3 separate regions of the Zea mays genome follow, and all the other regions are linked to region 2. The links are chromatin contacts, called in public Hi-C maps. All regions are on one chromosome and are shown on one strand. Each heading gives the region's core, a stretch centred on a gene start, on an enhancer-like site or on the middle of the called end of the contact. The rest is flanking DNA. Distances are from core to core; before and after follow the strand shown.

Region 1 (2,795 bases), core at 139-2,638, 160 kb before region 2:
TAGGACATATTCGGTATTTGATCATATAACCTTTAATTAGTACTCCCTCCGTTTCTTTTTAGTTGACGTTAAATAGTTCAATTTTGCACTATCTAACGACAATTAAAACGAAACGGAGGGAGTATTTCTCAACATCCACCACCCACCAGTCGCCACGTAGCCGCCCATGCTATTGAACGCACGCGTACGGGCTCGGCCCCTGCTATGCTGATGAGTGATGACTCTACCAGCGAAGAGCGAACCGCAGAATTTACCTACCACCGCTAGGCGAGTTTCACGTGCACGCGCCACGCGGCCGGGCTTTATTGTCCTGCCACTGCCAGTGCTTCCACTTGTATAGTTCGAGTTCGGATCTGGTGGACGTGGATCGGGATTCGGCCCACGAGGCCGGCCGGCAGCGTCGCGCTCGCGCTCGCGCCTGTCCTATTTAGGGCTTGTTCGGTTAGCTCTCAATCCATGTGGATTGAGTGGGATTGGATGGGTTTGAAACCCAAACAAGTCAAACCTCTTCTCATTTTTTTCCAATCCCATCCAATCCATGTGTTTTGGGAATAACCGAACAAACCCTTACGTTGCTGAACTTTTTCTTTTTCTTTTTTGAAGCCGTGGAATATGCTGCTGCCTTTGGAATTTGGATTCCTCCTCCCCATACAGGGCCGGTCCTGACATTTTGAGGGCTCTAAGCGAAAATCTATATGGAGGCCCTATACGAACGTTTGATTTTACTATTTTTTAACTTTAAATGATATCTTAAAAAATAAAGGAAGTTGATGATTTACATATTTTTTTAAAATGATATGACTCGAGACTGTTACAATATTTTATGAGTTGTAAAATTACACAGACTATGTAATATAACTCTATATTTGCTTTGAGAGCGACTATTTTACTTTTAATTTGTCAAACTAGCCTAAACCTTAAAATGCACAGTAAACCAAATTTAAATACATTAGAGCAAATTTTCTAGAAACAAATTTCAGCAAACTAAACTTGGATTAAGCAACGTAGGTTATCAAGGTGGACCCTCCGGTAGGCTAGAATTGAGCAACGCGACAGGCACAGGTGTACAATACCTTTCGGTCTCCCCGCATCAATCAATATTTAGTATTCCTCATAAGCAGAATGTTGCACGACCTCGAAGAGATGATTGACAAAAAATGAGAGAGAGACAACAAAGGAACGAGAATAGAGATTTACCTGTAACATATATGTATTTGAACATAATCTAGACATACGGGGGCTCTAATGATCTTGGGGGCTCTGAGCGGTCGTATATCTTGCATACCCTCAGGGCCGGCCCTGTCCCCATATCAAATCTATCACTGTCCTGTGGGGCCGTCGCCGGTCGACCCCCATATAGTTCTCCACCAGGCCGCCGCCCACGGCTAGACAGCCTCCCATTCATCAGATTCAGATCAGATCGTAGCAGCCAAGGATTCCGCGCTCCGGGGGTGCCATGAAGCTGAAGCTCCTCTCTCCCTGCCTTCTCCTCCTCGCCTTCTTTGCCACCGCGGTAAGCACATCATCGGTCATCTGCTGTCTGCTGCTATTGCGCTGTGGCGCCTACGAAGTCGCCTCTTGAATCGATTATTCGCTCCGTCTCCGCGCGCGCCTTTATTTGCTTGATTCATCAGGCGTACGCGGCGTCGGCGTCGGCGTCGCGCGCGGCGGCCGTCGTCAGGGGCGCGGGCGCCCCGTCGCAGTCGGAGTTGGAGTCGGACCCGGAGAACCAGTGCGTGTACACGGTGTACGTGCGGACGGGGTCCATCTGGAAGGGCGGCACGGACTCGACCATCGGCGTGACGCTGCTGGGCCCCGACGGCACGGGCATCCGGATCCGGGACCTGGCGGGGTGGGGCGGCCTCATGGGCGCCGGCCACGACTACTACGAGCGCGGCAACCTGGACATCTTCAGCGGCCGGGGCCCCTGCATGAGCCAGGCGCCCTGCGCCATGAACCTCACCTCCGACGGCACCGGCGCGCACCACGGCTGGTACTGCAACTACCTCGAGGCCACGGTCACGGGGCCCCACCTCGGGTGCGCGCAGCAGCTCTTCACCGTCGAGCAGTGGCTCGCCACCGACGCGTCGCCCTACCGCCTGTACGCGGTCGTCGACAAGTGCAAGACGAAGCGGCAGGAGCCGCGACGCTCGCCGGCCGGCGAGGCCGAGGCCACCGTGACCGCGCTCTAGGTACGACCAGTAGTAAATCATCGACAGAGGCTAGCTCCTGCCTCTGCTGTGTGTAATTACTGTATGTGAGTGACCGATCCCATCGGATTGCGTTCGTCTTGTGGAGACGCTGCGTGATCGCGCGATTGGTTTCGCTTTCGCCGCCTTGTTTTTGCACGAGGAGGTTCTGCTAGTGCGTACGGGGAGAATAAAAGCAGCATTCCTGCTGTCCAAGGCCTGTCCTATATTATTTCTAGCTGAGTTTGACTCAGCTGGTGGGGTGTCGACGTGTGGTAGGTTGGTTATGTGTCTGCATCAGCTCACTTGCCACCGGATGGCGGTCATTTGCCACTTGGCATTGGTTTCTCCGTGCCTAGCTATCGTTAATATGTGATTGCGAGTGATTGCGAAGGCCGTGTTTGGTTCAGTTATTTTTTCTGACCAACTTTTCTGAAAATTTGACTGTGGGAAGAATCTGGCTGTGAGGAGAATCTGAGTATCATTACGATTACGTGTGGAGGAAGATAAAGTTGTCCATGGGGCTTAGGATCTATAAAGTGGCGGATTACTACTATTGCGACGACTCAACCGATTATATGTTTATGTTGATTTTGAATGGTTTTT
Region 2 (2,866 bases), core at 21-2,520:
AGCCTCGCCAGCGGGCAGCGGCCGCTGCATGCATGCCGAGCGCGCGATCGCCCGCTCTGGCACGCCTTGGCGAACGCGCATCTCGTTGCTGGCTGGTGCTCCCCGTGCCGCCGCCGGTAGCTGCTCGTCACTACGCGGCGGCGGCGGCTCACTATCAGGCTGGTCAAGGAACTAAACGGATTGGACAGAAGATGAGGATGGACCCCACGTGGATAGTTTTAGGGTCGAATGTTGTATAGTTCCTGCACACGCGATTTCTTGGTGATGTGGAAAAAAACTCGAGTATTGTTGGCACTGCCCCTGCATTCTTACTCCGTAAGAAGCTTATTCCTTACGTCAGCGACGACGCTAATGCGGCATGGAATCGTGGCAAAATGGCGCGCATGCACAGAGCTAAGCTCCGCCGTCGTGCCCACGCGTCGACCGTGACGTCCGTGACGTCGTCCATGCCATACTACGCCGGCCGCACAGTGCGCGCAGCATGCTGTAAGCTGATGATCCGTCTCAGAATTGCGTGCGACCGCCGCGCGCTACGTACGTACGTCGTCGGAAACATGCACGCGGACGCGGGACGTGATCACGTGAATGATATATTATCGCTTCTGTTGTCGTGGTGGTAGTCGTTGGATGTTTGCCAGACTAGCGCCGTACCGTAAGGAAGCTTCTACACTCTAGTGCTCAACTGGTCATGGTTCCATTGGTCACTGCCGGCTCCGCCGCCGTCCGCCTTCTTCTTGGGTTTCTGAAATCGTCGATCAGGTATTCAGGTATATGGTCATTTGGTCAAGGATCACGTCGTCAGTATACAGAAAAGACATGTCTGCTACAGTTACAGTCCATACTGATGTTTGCTGGGTTTTAATACGTATAGGCTTCTACTTCTTATACAATATTTTTGTCTTTTTAGATTGCAGCCGCACCAGTCTAAATAGTTGTCTTTTTAGATTATAGCTGCACCAGTCTAAATAATGGGCTTTAATCTAAAGCAAATAGGCATGTCGATCGGCGCCATGGCTGCCACCATCAGTTCAAAGTGATCTGCAGCAAAGCTAACTAGCTAAGGGTAAATTGACGAGAGTTAGAGCCAGCCTAGCACGTGCATGCTAGTAATTTGAAGTGCGATATTATACTCCCTAACAAGGCGACGCACGGTGGCCCTTCCGCCTCCGAGGCGTTGCCACGGCGAGTTCTACAACCTTCTCCGCGCCACGGAGAGGTTCCGCGGCACCTTTTTAGGCGAGCTCGAGCGTGGCCAGTGGCCAGTGCCCCCACCATCTTTTCTCAGTCATATCAGTCACTACACGCACGAGTGAGTACACGATCGTAGCCAAACCACATTATCATGGAGAACTACTGCGAAAGCATCGACTACTATCAGAAGCCTTCCCATCCTCCCAACAAGCCAACGACCATGGACGAAGACAAGGACGACAACAATGACACGGGCAAGGGCAAGGCCGTCCTGGGCGCCGGTCCTTACCACCACCACCACCATGCTACCGCCGCTGACCAGCAGGAACCCGAAAGCCAGGAGGAGTTCTTCAGCGACTCCGAGTCGGGCTCCGAGTCCATCGAGATCGCTGACCTCAAGAAGCGCATGTGGAAGGACCAGCTGCTGCTCATGAAGCTCGAGGGCCGCTCGGGCCGCGACCGCGAGGCCCAGCTCCCGCTCCATCTCCATCCCTTTGCTGACGACCACCCGGCGACGGCGTCTGCCCTGCTCCAGCAGGCCAAGGACCACCAGGAGTCGCCCGAGAGCCGGTACCGGCGCAAGGCGATGCTCCGGGCGCAGGACGGCGTCATCCGGCACATGCTGAAGATGATGGAGGCGTGCAACGCGCGCGGGTTCGTGTATGGCGTGGTGAACGAGTCCGGCGTGCCCGTGTCCGGCTCCTCCGACAGCCTCCGCGGCTGGTGGAAGGACGAGGTGGGGTTCGAGCGGGCGGGCCCGCTGGCGCTGTCCGTGGCCGCCGCCGCCGGCCTGGACGACCCCGGGAGCCCGATGGCGGCGTCCTTCCTGCACGGCCTCCACGACATCCAGGACAGCACGCTGGGGTCCCTGCTGTCGGCGCTCATCCAGCACTGCGAGCCCCCGCAGCGGAGCTTCCCGCTGGACCGCGGCCTGGCGCCGCCGTGGTGGCCCACGGGGCGGGAGGCCTGGTGGGGCACGCAGGGCGAGGCGCAGGCGCACCAGGGCCCGCCGCCGTACCGCAAGCCCCACGACCTCAAGAAGGCCTGGAAGATCTCGCTGCTCAGCGCCGTGATCAAGCACCTCAGCCCGCGCTTCGACCAGATGCGCAAGCTCGTCTGGCAGTCCAAGCGGCTGCAGCACAAGATGAGCGCCAGGGACGCCGACACCTGGTCCAAGGTCATCACCCAGGAGGAGGCGCTGGACCGCCACGCGCAGCGCGCGCTGCAGATCACACCGCTCGAGGAGGAAGAGGACGACGACGGTGGCCCCGACACCGACGCCGGTGGCGATTCTCCGATGGCGGCAGCGCACGTCGAGAAGCGCAAGCGCAAGGTCGGCGGCCCCGGGCACACGGGCAGTAGCGGCGTCGACGTCGGCAAGGAGTTGCTGCCGCTTCCGGACATAGATTGCGTGCCCTACGCCGACCGCAGCTCGATCGAGGAGCTCATGAAGCTCTATTACCGCTGCCTGCAGGGGACCGATGATGGCGAGCACGAGGCGAAAGACGCGGTGGCAGTCCGAGACGGAGGGCAGCATAATAGCAGTATCGCCGTCGCTGAGACCACACAGCCTCCGCCGGTGGCGCACGATAGCATGCTCCAAGGTTTACAGCGCGGCGGGACCACGCTGCCCGACGGGTCGGCGGTGCACGACGATGACATGCTCAGCAGTCTT
Region 3 (2,804 bases), core at 123-2,622, 160 kb after region 2:
TGCTGGCCATAGCTAAGTAGAGCTCGCATCCCCGCCCGAAGATCATCAGCGAAGAGGACAAAAGTCGCCGCATTGAGTCGTTGTCTCACGTTGTACAAGTGTCGAACTCTCTGGTTGGAACTTGTGACTTGTGACTTGTGAGACACTGTGTTGTCAGCTAAAAGCTTCACTTTAGGAGCCTAGCATGGAAAGAGGAGCAAGACTTGGAACCAGTAGCATGTAGGGACAAAATATCGGTAGCAAAAAACATGACTTCGTTTTTACGTTGGACTTTGTAGGGCCAAATATTGAAGTTGTTTTCATCAGTAGGGAGAGCTAAGATGTGAAATGAACCGCTTCGTTTCTGGGTGTGAGGATCGACTCGGATGAACAAAATGTCCTCCCCAGCCTGCAGGGCCCCCAAACCTCCCCCAAATTGTTCAGCACCTTCGTTCTCCTTTGATGTTGACAACTCTGGAAAGGCCGTAACGCCGTCGTTTTCCGCAAAGAGCTCCCCTCGCGAAACAACTCGCTTTGCCAATCGGATGCCAATATATGGAAGTGCAGACTCTGTCGTGAGGACCTTCCAATTGTGGCGAACTGGTGTAGGATCCTAGACATGGCATAGGCCACCAATGAAATCACCTCTCTCCTCTACCCCGTCTCATGTACTTCCTCTGATCTCCTGTATCCTCAAGGCATGTTTTGGTATAATGGCAATATAACTAACCAGGTGGGGGCCCTCCTCCTCCGTTGATAGTCAAAAAAAAGTAGAGAAAGATGGTGAAAAGAACTGCTTCGTTTCCTTTCCCCTAAACATTTTACTTCCACCTCTTTATCAAACAAACAGGTACATCTTATTCAAGGAGGATGAAAGGGAAAGTAACGAAAAAGGCCAAAAATCTGAACTGAAACCACTTCAAGATGGACACGGGTAAAATTCTGAAATTTCTTGCATGCATGCAGCATGCTTGTAGCCACGCGCAGATGCATACAGGAGGTCAAGAATAAGCTCCTGAACTTCCACCGACTTTGGGGTGAACCTTCTTCTTCAGCAGCCCGAAGAGACTGCCTCCTTCTCCCTTGTTGCTACCAGCTGCAGCCTCTTTGGCCACTTTCTTCTCGGATGATGCACTAGCGTCGGCCTTCTTGTCTCCTGGTGTCGCCGCCGCCGCCACCCCGCCGGCGGTGCTTGCTTCTGCCTTCCTCGTCTCCTCTTCGCAGGCGTTCTTCCGTACGTAGGCCTCCGCGAAATCTCCTGTTATTATGGACGCCATATCTCCTCTTTCTCACTCGATCTTGTCCCCTGTTTTTTTCCTTGTCCTTCTCTCTCGTAGTTGCGTTTGTGCAAGGATGGAGCGTCAAGGCGATGTATCTATAGAGTTCGACTATAGAGAGACATAGAGAGGAGGGCCCTAGTTATGTAGCACAGACTTGGCATGCAAGGAAGGTAAATTTGCGTGTAGTTGCGGGGAGTTTGACGGCTTGATTGACTTTTTGGTGTACCAGGATTATTGGTGAGACGCCAATATACTATTGTTCACTACGGCTTGATGCGAGTATTTTGTTTTTAAGCCGTAGCTGTGGCTGTGTAGGACAACCGAGCCTAAACGACCTATCACTACTAGTCTCACATCGATTAATGAGTGAGTAGCAGACAGTCTCACTGTTGGCCGGTACAGCCGATCAAGAGACCCATCGACAGATTTTTCAAACCGATCGATACATACAGTACAATATACAGGTGTTTGGTAGTGAAGTTTGTTTGACAGTTTTGGAAAAATGCTTCAGTATTTCCAAATACTGTAGTATTACATACAAAATGGTGTTTTACAAGCTAGCTAAAATCTATGTTTTCAAACTGAAGTATTGCAAAAACTGTAATGTTTTAAAGTATTCTAAATCTAGGTCTGGACCTCAGTTTCCAAAACTTTAATATTTTAAACTATAGTATTGTCTTGATTAAAGTATGTTATAGTATTTTAAATACTGTGGTTTTCAAAAACTTTGTTCTCAAATAAAGCCATTCATGTTTGTATCTGTATGTACCTTGAATGGGAGAAATTCCTACTCAATTCACAGCGATCACGTACTTCATGATTCAGTTTGGGAGTCATTTCTCGTGAGGTTTGGTTTCGATGGCCGGAACGGTCCACGATTTATTTGAGGGAAAATCCACCTAATAAAATATAACATAATAAAATATAACATGATAGTCCCAAAAATTTATACTATTATCGAAGTTTAGTTCTTATCACGGTCCATACATAATGAATAATTGTTTTAGAAGGATACAAATAGGAAGATTTATCCATAATTATTACATCATTATATTGGCGGAATTAAACATCACACACGTTTAGAACCATAGCAGAGTAGACGTAGTTTTTCAGCGGGTGAAGAACTGAAGACTATCTTCACAGGCAACTCGAGTCTAGAACAGACCCTCTAGCCATCTGTTGGCAGTGTAGTTTTGCTCTAGCTATCTGCACTCAAACACCTCTAAATTTCTACTAAAAAAGAAATATTATATCATTGTCAGCAAAATTCTTTACCTATATCACAATCCTCCGCAGTCATATTTACTCTATATCTAAACTCTAAATCAACTATTATATATTATATCACCTTTTAAATCTCTTTCGTACACATGTTGTCCGGATGTAGTGCATAGAGTGCTGCCGTACATACGCCGGATGTGCAGTTTGTGGGCTTATACACTCAACGCTTCAAGTTCATGGCTGCAGCTGACTTTTACGCTATCTTAGATCCAGTAGTATTACAAGTACTCCACCACGGACAACTTCATACTTCTCACATGTTAA

The links. A called contact is a pair of places that touch in the nucleus more often than the background predicts.
Region 1: a Hi-C map of leaf shows a contact between it and region 2, with 4 times the contacts expected there. The contact joins the promoter of LOC100283850 here to the promoter of LOC100274454 in region 2. A contact is called at or near these places in 4 of 25 Hi-C or Micro-C datasets (bundle sheath, ear, leaf and 1 more).
Region 3: a Hi-C map of leaf shows a contact between it and region 2, with 3 times the contacts expected there. The contact joins the promoter of LOC100274938 here to the promoter of LOC100274454 in region 2. A contact is called at or near these places in 9 of 25 Hi-C or Micro-C datasets (bundle sheath, ear, endosperm and 3 more).

Annotation. Positions count from the first base shown.
Region 1 is chr2:44,927,951-44,930,745 of Zm-B73-REFERENCE-NAM-5.0, reverse strand. LOC100283850 reads left to right here and starts at 1,388. Exons shown (of 2, transcript NM_001156748.1): 1 at 1,388-1,513; 2 at 1,635-2,286. The coding sequence starts at 1,457. The coding sequence ends at 2,192.
Region 2 is chr2:44,763,703-44,766,568 of Zm-B73-REFERENCE-NAM-5.0, reverse strand. It overlaps LOC100274454 (ETHYLENE INSENSITIVE 3-like 5 protein), which reads left to right and starts at 1,270. Exons shown (of 1, transcript NM_001148813.1): 1 at 1,270-2,866. The coding sequence starts at 1,343.
Region 3 is chr2:44,600,728-44,603,531 of Zm-B73-REFERENCE-NAM-5.0, reverse strand. It overlaps LOC100274938, which reads right to left and starts at 1,372. Exons shown (of 1, transcript NM_001149181.2): 1 at 764-1,372. The coding sequence starts at 1,256. The coding sequence ends at 981.